Regions from separate parts of the Mus musculus genome. Here region 1 is linked to region 2. A link is a contact called in public Hi-C data. All regions are on one chromosome and are shown on one strand. Each heading gives the region's core, a stretch centred on a gene start, on an enhancer-like site or on the middle of the called end of the contact. The rest is flanking DNA. Distances are from core to core; before and after follow the strand shown. Region 1 holds the start of Nox4 (NADPH oxidase 4). Region 2 has its middle 61 kb from the start of Nox4.

The links. A called contact is a pair of places that touch in the nucleus more often than the background predicts.
Region 1: a contact with region 2 is called in a Hi-C map of cortical neurons, with 1.8 times the contacts expected there. The contact joins the promoter of Nox4 here to the enhancer-like site in region 2. A contact is called at or near these places in 1 of 484 Hi-C or Micro-C datasets (cortical neurons) and 2 of 9 other capture datasets (adipose tissue and liver).

What each region holds. Positions count from the first base shown.
Region 1 is chr7:87,244,657-87,249,071 of GRCm38.p6, reverse strand. It overlaps Nox4 (NADPH oxidase 4), which reads right to left and starts at 2,423. Exons shown (of 18, transcript NM_015760.5): 1 at 2,170-2,423; 2 at 1,489-1,584. The coding sequence starts at 2,226.
Region 2 is chr7:87,184,015-87,188,067 of GRCm38.p6, reverse strand. No RefSeq gene overlaps it. Among named protein-coding and RNA genes, the nearest start is that of Nox4, 61 kb to the left of the region's middle. Within about 2 kb of position 1,422, at least 14 of the 459 cell types and tissues checked have an H3K27ac peak or open chromatin away from gene starts, as enhancers often do. A contact at or near this core is called in cortical neurons, where this site is marked.

The DNA.
Region 1 (4,415 bases), core at 1,174-3,673, 60 kb before region 2:
AGTGTGTTATGCATTAAGTAAAATAAACCTCATATTTAAAAACTTCTCACTTATTAATTCACTTTGAGTAGTGAGTTTTCAAGAAAGAGAATGAAAAGCTAGGCGTCCTTGGTAACTCATCAGAGAAATTCTTCTTAATGTGTTTATTAACCTACAATTATTTGATTGGTTTGTTTGCTTGTGGGTTTTGGTTGCTGTTTTGCATCAGAGTGTAAGGCACTTGAAAAATAGTAAATACTTTATTCTCTGGGACTATTTAGAAAGCAATGTAAAGAACAGTTCTAGATAAATAGACCAAATTTAGATAGATGAGAAAGGACAAGCATATTAATTTCAGAATCTTCAATAAGGGAGGGGGTCTCTTTTTTCTTTTCTGAAACAATGTTTCTGACCCCAATAGTTAAAGCTAGTGGTGTTAAATGTTAAGAAGATGTCACAATCAAGAGCTTTAATACAGTAATCTGTTTCAAAAATATCAATTAATTCAGCTGCAACTTACTGCAGACTTGATATGTCCTAATCACTACACAGAGAACTAAGATTAAAAGATAAACCTATGTCCTCCAATCATGAAAGTGAAGCTAGTTGCACTGAATTCAACTGAAGTGATTTTAAATAGTTACAATTTTATGAAAAAAAAGCAATAAGTGTCCTCTTTAGAATATGTTTTCCTCTCCAGTGATGATAAATCTACAATTGTATAACACCTTTTATACTTTGTGTGGTTGCTTAGGAGAATTCAGTCTCCTGGTACAAAGTAAGATATCCTGGAGGACCCTGCCATTTATAGGATCTAGTAAGGTAGAGATAGAATTAGAAGATGAGATGAGAAACAGAACAAAGAGAAATATCAACATGAAATAAACCAGGACAGAGTTTGTTTGATTCTGTCCTCAGACCAGAACCAGACCCGGCCAATAACCTATGGCAACCAGCCAAGGCTACTTAGAAATAAATAACAGCTCACTTTGTGAGAACTGTCAGTAAAAGAAAACCAGTGCTGACATCCTCTGGACAGACTTGTGGGAAGGCAGAGAGCCTTGATAAGTCTAGACTAACAGTCTGTCATCAGCTGGTCCTCTGAGAGAAGCAAACTCTTCAGGGCTTGCTCACTGGTGCAGCTTGGGGGGGAAAAAAAGGAGAAGAAGAAGAAGAAGAAGAAGAAGAAGAAGAAGAAGAAGAAGAAGAAGAAGAAGAAGAAGAAGAAGAAGAAGAAGAAGAAGAAGAAGAAGAAGAAGAAGAAGCAGAAGCCAGCAACTTCCCTCAGACTCTGATAGCCTGGTCTGACAGGTTCATTTACCTCAATTTAACAGATACTACTACCCTTGCTCCTTAAAGGGCCAAACTCAAGAAGCTTGACTGCTCAAAGAAACACATGTTTTTTAAGTTGACAGCAAATATTACTATGAGAAATGGGTGTACTGACAAAATCCTGTAGTAGTTTGTTGCCTTAAACCCACTCTACCAGGTCATCCCAGATTCACTTACGCCCAACATTTGGTGAATGTAGTAGTATTCTGGCCCTTGGTTGTACAGCAGGAAGGTTTTCCAGAAAAGTAGAACGTTTAGGGACAGCCAAATGAGCTAGACCAGTCAAAGAGAAAGAAAAAAACAAAGTTAAAAAAAAAAGAAAAATAATCATCTGATAGAAGCCACACACAAGACTCACCTGGGTACATGCAATTTCAGAAAGCAGAAAGCATGCTCAGTCAGTAAGTGGAAAAGCTGCTCTGAGGACACCTCACTTGGCCTTACCCAGACCCTGCACTGAAATAAAGGTTGGTGGCTAATAGATCACTTAATCAGCTACACCTTACTTCCCCAACTCTATTGCAAACTGAGAGTAAGAAAGTAGTATCATTATCATGGCGCATGGGATGCCCAATATAGGGAAGCAATTGGAAGAGCATAGGAAATGAGTGTTTTAAAAGCTCCCTTAGCTCCCCTTTCCTCTGCATTGGCTCCTCATCAATCTGTACTAAAGCTCCCTTGCATTGAGCAGGAAGTATTTCCAGGAATGCATAAAGTCATGGTTAGGTGAGAAAGTCAGAAAACTAAACCCCCAAACTTCCAATTCTCTCATCCCACCAGTACACATTCTGAGAATGAATCAAACTGGCTGCAGCATAGATAGACTGTCTGTCAGGCCAGCTTGGCCCTCCATCCTACCAGGCAGAGGTGTTTAACCCCTTCGTTGGCCAGCCAGCTCCTCCAGGACACCGCCATGCCGCCGGCGCGGGGAGTGCTGCGCCCTGCTCGGTGCTCAGGACCGAAAGGAGCGATCAGTGGCCGGGGCAGCAGATCCAGGGGCGCCGCCTGCAGGGGAGCGGCGTGGGGGCGAGGGTCAAAGGCTGTACTGAGTCTGGAGGCCTGGCTGGAGGTCTCCACCCGGCTCCCACCGCGCTGCTCCCTTGCCTCCCCACGCCCCCTGGCCCCGCGCGCCGCCCTGCGCCAGCCCCTTTGTCTCGCGCGAGCCTGTTGTTGTGGCGGCGGTTCAGGACGTCCCGGGTGGGAAGGTGGAGGCGTCCCCTGCAGCCTCCAGCCGGGCCTGTCCAGCTGCAGACATGCCCCAGATGCGAGAATGGGAATCGGAAGCTTGGGGACGTTCTTTGCATCCCGGGGCGCATACACCCTACTTCCTAGAATGGTTGTGCACCACCACCGCCACCAGCACCACCCACCCACCCACCCACCCACCACCACGCCGCCAAAATGACAGAAAGAAAAGAAAAAAAGAACAAAAAAAAGAAAAGTTCGGCTGAAAGAAACTTGGTAAAGAAATTTGAGCCGGAAGTAGCCTTTTGTGTATTAGCCTTCCCTATCCAGCCAGTCCTGTGTCTACAAAGAAGTACCATCTCACAGTCAGAAGCCCAAGTCTTCCTTTCTTCCCACTTCTCTATCAGCTGCCCCACCTATCCCTGTCTTGAGATAAAACTTTCTGTATCTTGCTGAAAACAAACCAGGCAGGCAAAGAGTTAACGCTGACGTTATTTTCAGGAGTTTTTAGGAAGCTCAGATTCCCTCTAGGAATGTGCACTTTATACTGCTAATTGCAAAGTCAACTCATTAAAAAGAAACCCTCTTAAACTTGTACCAGAAGTCTATGGAAGGTGAGGAGTGTGCAATGGGCATAGTTAATTAGTTAAACAGTTAATCATATGAAATAATGTCTGTATCATAATCGGTGTTCAGTGACTTTATTAACTAACATACGTAATAGGTAAAAAAAAAAAAAAGAAGAAAAAGAAAGAAAGAAAGAAAGAAAGAAAGAAAGAAAAGGCATTTGATGTGCTTAATCTAATTTCATGTCATCCAAGATTTTTCTTGTAAAATGAAAAAACATTTTATCACACTGGCAATTGAAGTAAAAGTTTAATTAATGGAACTAAAATTTAATAAATCATGCTGTACTTCATGCAACGTCCTTATCTAAGTTAATTTAAGAAACTGCATTCAATTCCAACCTTCAGATTGAAAAACTGGAATCAATCTGTATCGAGTCCTAGTTGACCACCACACACATTTCTTTGTGTCCTCTCATTTCAATGTGTAACCTGTCTCAAGCATGAGTGAGTCAAGAATACTTCTCAGAGTTGTCTACCATATAATGTGTAAGTAATACTAAGACTTCATTGCCAGTTAATATAACTTATTCACACCTAAGTATACTTCTTTATACCTAAAGAACCAAAGAAGTGACATATGAAAACCCCCCAGGTGTGTCACCACTAAAGAAAGGAGACTATCCAAAGCCAGAGGCTACTGCATCCTCAAACTCAACACTTCACCTTTGCATCCAGACCCATGCCCCAAATGAGAGGCTGCAGGGAATGTTACAGGAGACAAAACTCCAAGTTGGGATGCAGGAGATTTGCATCTGAGAAGTTATCTGCTGAACTTGCTCCTCCTATCCTGGAGCCTGAGCCTGCAAAGACCCTGAACAGCACTGAAAGCTGAGTGGCTGGAGATGTCCAGGAAACTATTTTGAGTTTTTGGTAACTGTGTAGAATTTGAAATACTATTGCTATCAAGTTTTATGAAAATGCAAAACTTTATTTTGTGTATTTGTTTTGAGCTATGTTGTTAGTACAACACTTCATTGTTTTCAGGATGCCCCTCCTCCCAGTGTGTTACTGACAAAGTGTCTACCAACCTGGATTGATGTAGGAGGAAACACCTTATTCTTGATTTGAAAGGTTCATCTTGCCGCCCAGGAGGGATTCTCTGATTCTGACATATTTGGCCACCTTTCATACAAAATGCTTTGTGGTGCTTAACCTTTGTTTCCAAAGCCATGTCCAAAAAGAGAGGCTGCAGGGAATGCTAAAATTGTTTTTGCTGGTGTGGTAGGTGACTGAATTTTGCAGCAAAATGGCTAAAGTTCCTCAAAACCTACTGCTCTTTTTCTAAAAGTC
Region 2 (4,053 bases), core at 173-2,672:
AAACGATGTTTATGCAATGAAATTGAAACAAAAATAAGTGAGTACAATTTACTAATATAGAAGAGTCAAAAAATAACTTATGTGTTACAAAACCTTGTTAAGATAATTCATGCCATTTGATCAAGAAAAAGATAGTCATTCAGGACTTATACTTTAACCAATAAATCTTTGAGTGTGTAAGTTTCAGTCTTCACTATATCACTATATCACATGATGTATTCATGATGAAAAATATTGAGAGTCTTGCTATATATCTAAGTCTTCAATTTGACAATTTTCTAACTTTATGTGTGTGCCTTGTGAGAGCTAGGTTTAAAGTTTTTGCCACCAACCTCAGTTATGTGTATTTTTATTTACTGATTCAAACAAAAAATCAAACAGATCCATGAAAATAATAGTGTTAAGTCAAAGGAAACAAAAAGTATCCTGAGAATAAGATGTAAGAGCAAAGAAAACATGAAATCTTAAAACCCTACATCTTGTTGTATGTGGGTATGTGTGTGCATATTCGTGTATGTGGCTGTCTCCATAAAATTGTGAATGTAAACCAGAAGTGAACATTTTCATCTTCTAGTGCAATTTTTGAGACAAGGTCTCTAAGTAAATCTGGACATGACTGATTGTACAGGTTGGACACAAGGGCTTGGCTCTTTGACCTTGTGACTTGGATTGCAAGTGTTCATAGCCAGGTGATGGGTATATAAACTCTGGTCCTCATATCCTTACTTCTCTAAAACCCAATATCTTCAAGAGCAATAAAACATTCAAAATCTAGTGGGAGGTTATTTTAAGGAATAAAAACAAAATAAATCAAATTATTTATGAGAAGATGTGGGAGGGTTTACTCACTTCAAATTGAAAGTAATTGGCAGGGTTAACTACTTATCTCTATTTTTTATGTTACCCTGTGAATGCACTTCAACATCCACCTGAGACAGATCAATAATAGATGTAGTGAACTCTGACAAACTATGCTCAGAATACGAGATCACTTTGCATGGGGATGGGATGTGGCAGAGGAGAGCAACCCCAGCAAAAAATGTTCTGGGCAAGAGTTCATGCAAGTGTGCATGGTATTTTAATGGAAATGTGATGTCCACAATACTGACTTCATATGTGCAGTCACATTACCATGACAACCAGCAGCTCTCTATAGTTCACTATGGAATAATGACTTGCTTATGCTGGCGCATTTAACATAACAGCTTTTCATGTCAGTAACAAAGATTGAATTGAAAAAGAACCCTAAGCCCAATATAACTAAAAGGAGAAAATTTATTTCTGAAAATAAACATCTACCATAATTGTCAGCTACATTTTCTTCTTAATTTTGAGTCTAAATAACAGGATATGTGAGTACAGGAAAGTCTTGCCTGTGAATGTTTTTAGTGGTGAATGGTAGAATTCTTAAGTGAAGATGACTTTGCAGAATGAACCTGAATAATAATTACTGCCAGGGCTGTGCTGGAAGCACTTAGCTGACAACTGCTTCTCTGGGAAAGAAAAAATGCAAGCCAGGTCAATTAATTACATCTCCAAAAAATTCTCTCCTGGAAGACTTCTTGTTTTCAATTCCTGCCACATTACTGGCATATTACTGAGAAGTAAATAGCATCCAATAAACACTTATCATATTCTCTGATCCTTTGCTTCCTTTCTGTCAACAATACAGAAGCAACTGCTAGATACTGACACAATTTTAAAAGTACAAGGAACCTAAACTCTCTCTCTCTCTCTCTCTCTCTCTCTCTCTCTCTCTGTCTCTCTCTCTCTCTCTGTCTCTCTCTCTGTCTCTGTCTCTCTCTTCCCCCCCCCCAATCTGTCTATGGAATTTTTGAGACTGATCTGGTTGATTGGCCCTTAAAATATTCAAGTGACATTTTATATTCTCAGAACTCTTTCTCAGTATCCACTAAAGATGCTGAAAGAAAGCTACAACTCTGGGGTAGGAAGGTAAAAGCCAAAGTTATGTTTTAAGTTTTAATTACTGTGTCTCGAGATCCATAAAGCAAAACACCTCTTACTTGTAAGCCCCTTGAACACCTTTAACTTGTAAAGCCCTTACCCAGGGACAGATACTTCCTGAGACGCTGGAGGCTATTGTTTATGGGAGATAGCAACACACGTGTTTTTGCTTCCTTAAAAAAGTTCATTTTACTCAACTGCACTGACTGTGCTTGATGGCGTGTAGATGGGAACAGGAAATACATCAGGATGTATGCCTGCCCCACAATTGGATGTAGGTGGGAGGTGTGCAGGCAGAAAGTATGTCAGGATATATGGTTATCCTTGATTAGACCTAATGGGAAACAGATATATTTATGGGTTTGCCTTTATAAATAACCCTTTGCAAAATGTTACTCACTGTTTTCTGAGATTCCCAGAATGAGCCTGACCAGAGTCTATCATCCTGGATAGTATTTAAATAAAGCTTGTTTGAATTTTGACTCAAAATTGTGGAAGTGCTCTCATTGTTTCCCAGTGGGATTAACAGTATCATTTCATGGGGTAATGAGCAATGAGAGCAGAGTATGATCTCAATTGTCTTAATCAGGAATAAAAGCAAAAACACATGAGGGAGAAACAACTGACCTTACTGCTTTTAAACTCAAGGAAATTCTACTTCATATGGCCCGTGAAAGATAGGGGAAAGTCAAAAGAAAGTTTTAAGTTCTGAAACTGAAATTTGCGATAGCTTCTGTTCCAGAAATGTCCCAGGGTATTAATGATAAGTTCTGTTTATTCTTTTCCTCAGTGCTAGAATCCAAACTAGTCATGGATCTGGCTCTCTGTATTTGGAAGTAAGTTTATTTTGTTTTATTTATGAGATAAGTTTGGACATTGTACCTGAATGCAAGTCTGAGCACCACTTTTATTCTTATCTAGTGTCTGCAGAGTCTAGGAGAGGGTGTCCAATTCCCTGGAACTGGCGTTAGAGTCTTTGCTGAAAATAAAAGCTCATTCTTTGAAAGAGCAGCCATTGCTCTTCATGACTGAGCCATCTTTCCAGGTCTGAGCTGGGGACAAGTAATCTTATAGCCCTAGTGTGTAGCCACAAGAGACAACTCTTCTTTCTCTAAATGGAAACATTCTTTTTTAAACTTTCTCTTCAGTTGTTCCTTAGGTACAAGGACTACATTGTCTAGGAGGGAGTGAATGCTACTAATTGGCAAAAGTTTCCAGTGTAAGGACATGATGTTATTAAGCAAATTAAGTCAGTTACAGTAAGGAAATATGATGTCTTTCATTTGAAAGGCCTTAACTTTATAGATATATAAAATCATTTATAAGCAGATGACTTGAAATTAGGAGCAAAGCTCTCTAGGGAACAAAGTGGGATCGAAAATAGGATAAAGGCTGGGGAATATGTTCAACTTATTCTCTGTACTATGTGTTTGCATGAAATGCCCTTGCATAACTTTGTATAATAATTTTAAACACCATTAAGAAACATTCCTTAGAGATTAGTGACAGGCCTATCAACCTGATACAGATGCTCATGTTTATGAAATAGGGAAACCAGACTGTGGATAGTTTGGGTTGTGGCGAAGACGAGTTGATTAATTTGTGGTAATTTATCACCTCTCATTATGTCTGATTTCATAACCTTGCTCTTCTCTTTGTATTGCACTGTCCATTCTAAGTCTTATTCTTAGGTAACTAAGTCTAACTTTGGAGTAAATGTGTTTTTACTACATGGGTTACTCCTCACATATAGATAATTATCTGTAGCTTGGATGCCACCAATAATGCCTACTTCTTCTACCCTATACTATCAAATAATTTTTATTGTTTTTTACATTAAGTTAGGGTACTATTTTGAGTAGGCAATTTTTATTTTAATGTTCTTGCTCAGCTCATAGTAACCTTATGCAGCTCTTTACATAACTGTCCCCAAATGAGTCTCTCAGAAAGGTTTGTATAGATTGGTGACATATACTAAGTTACGTTCCTTTCTTTTACTGCCAAGCTCTGAGCTTAGAATAAATATTCTAGATTCTAGGAGTCCATTCACTGGGTTGTAGAATGTATATATCTATTTTACTAATTTCA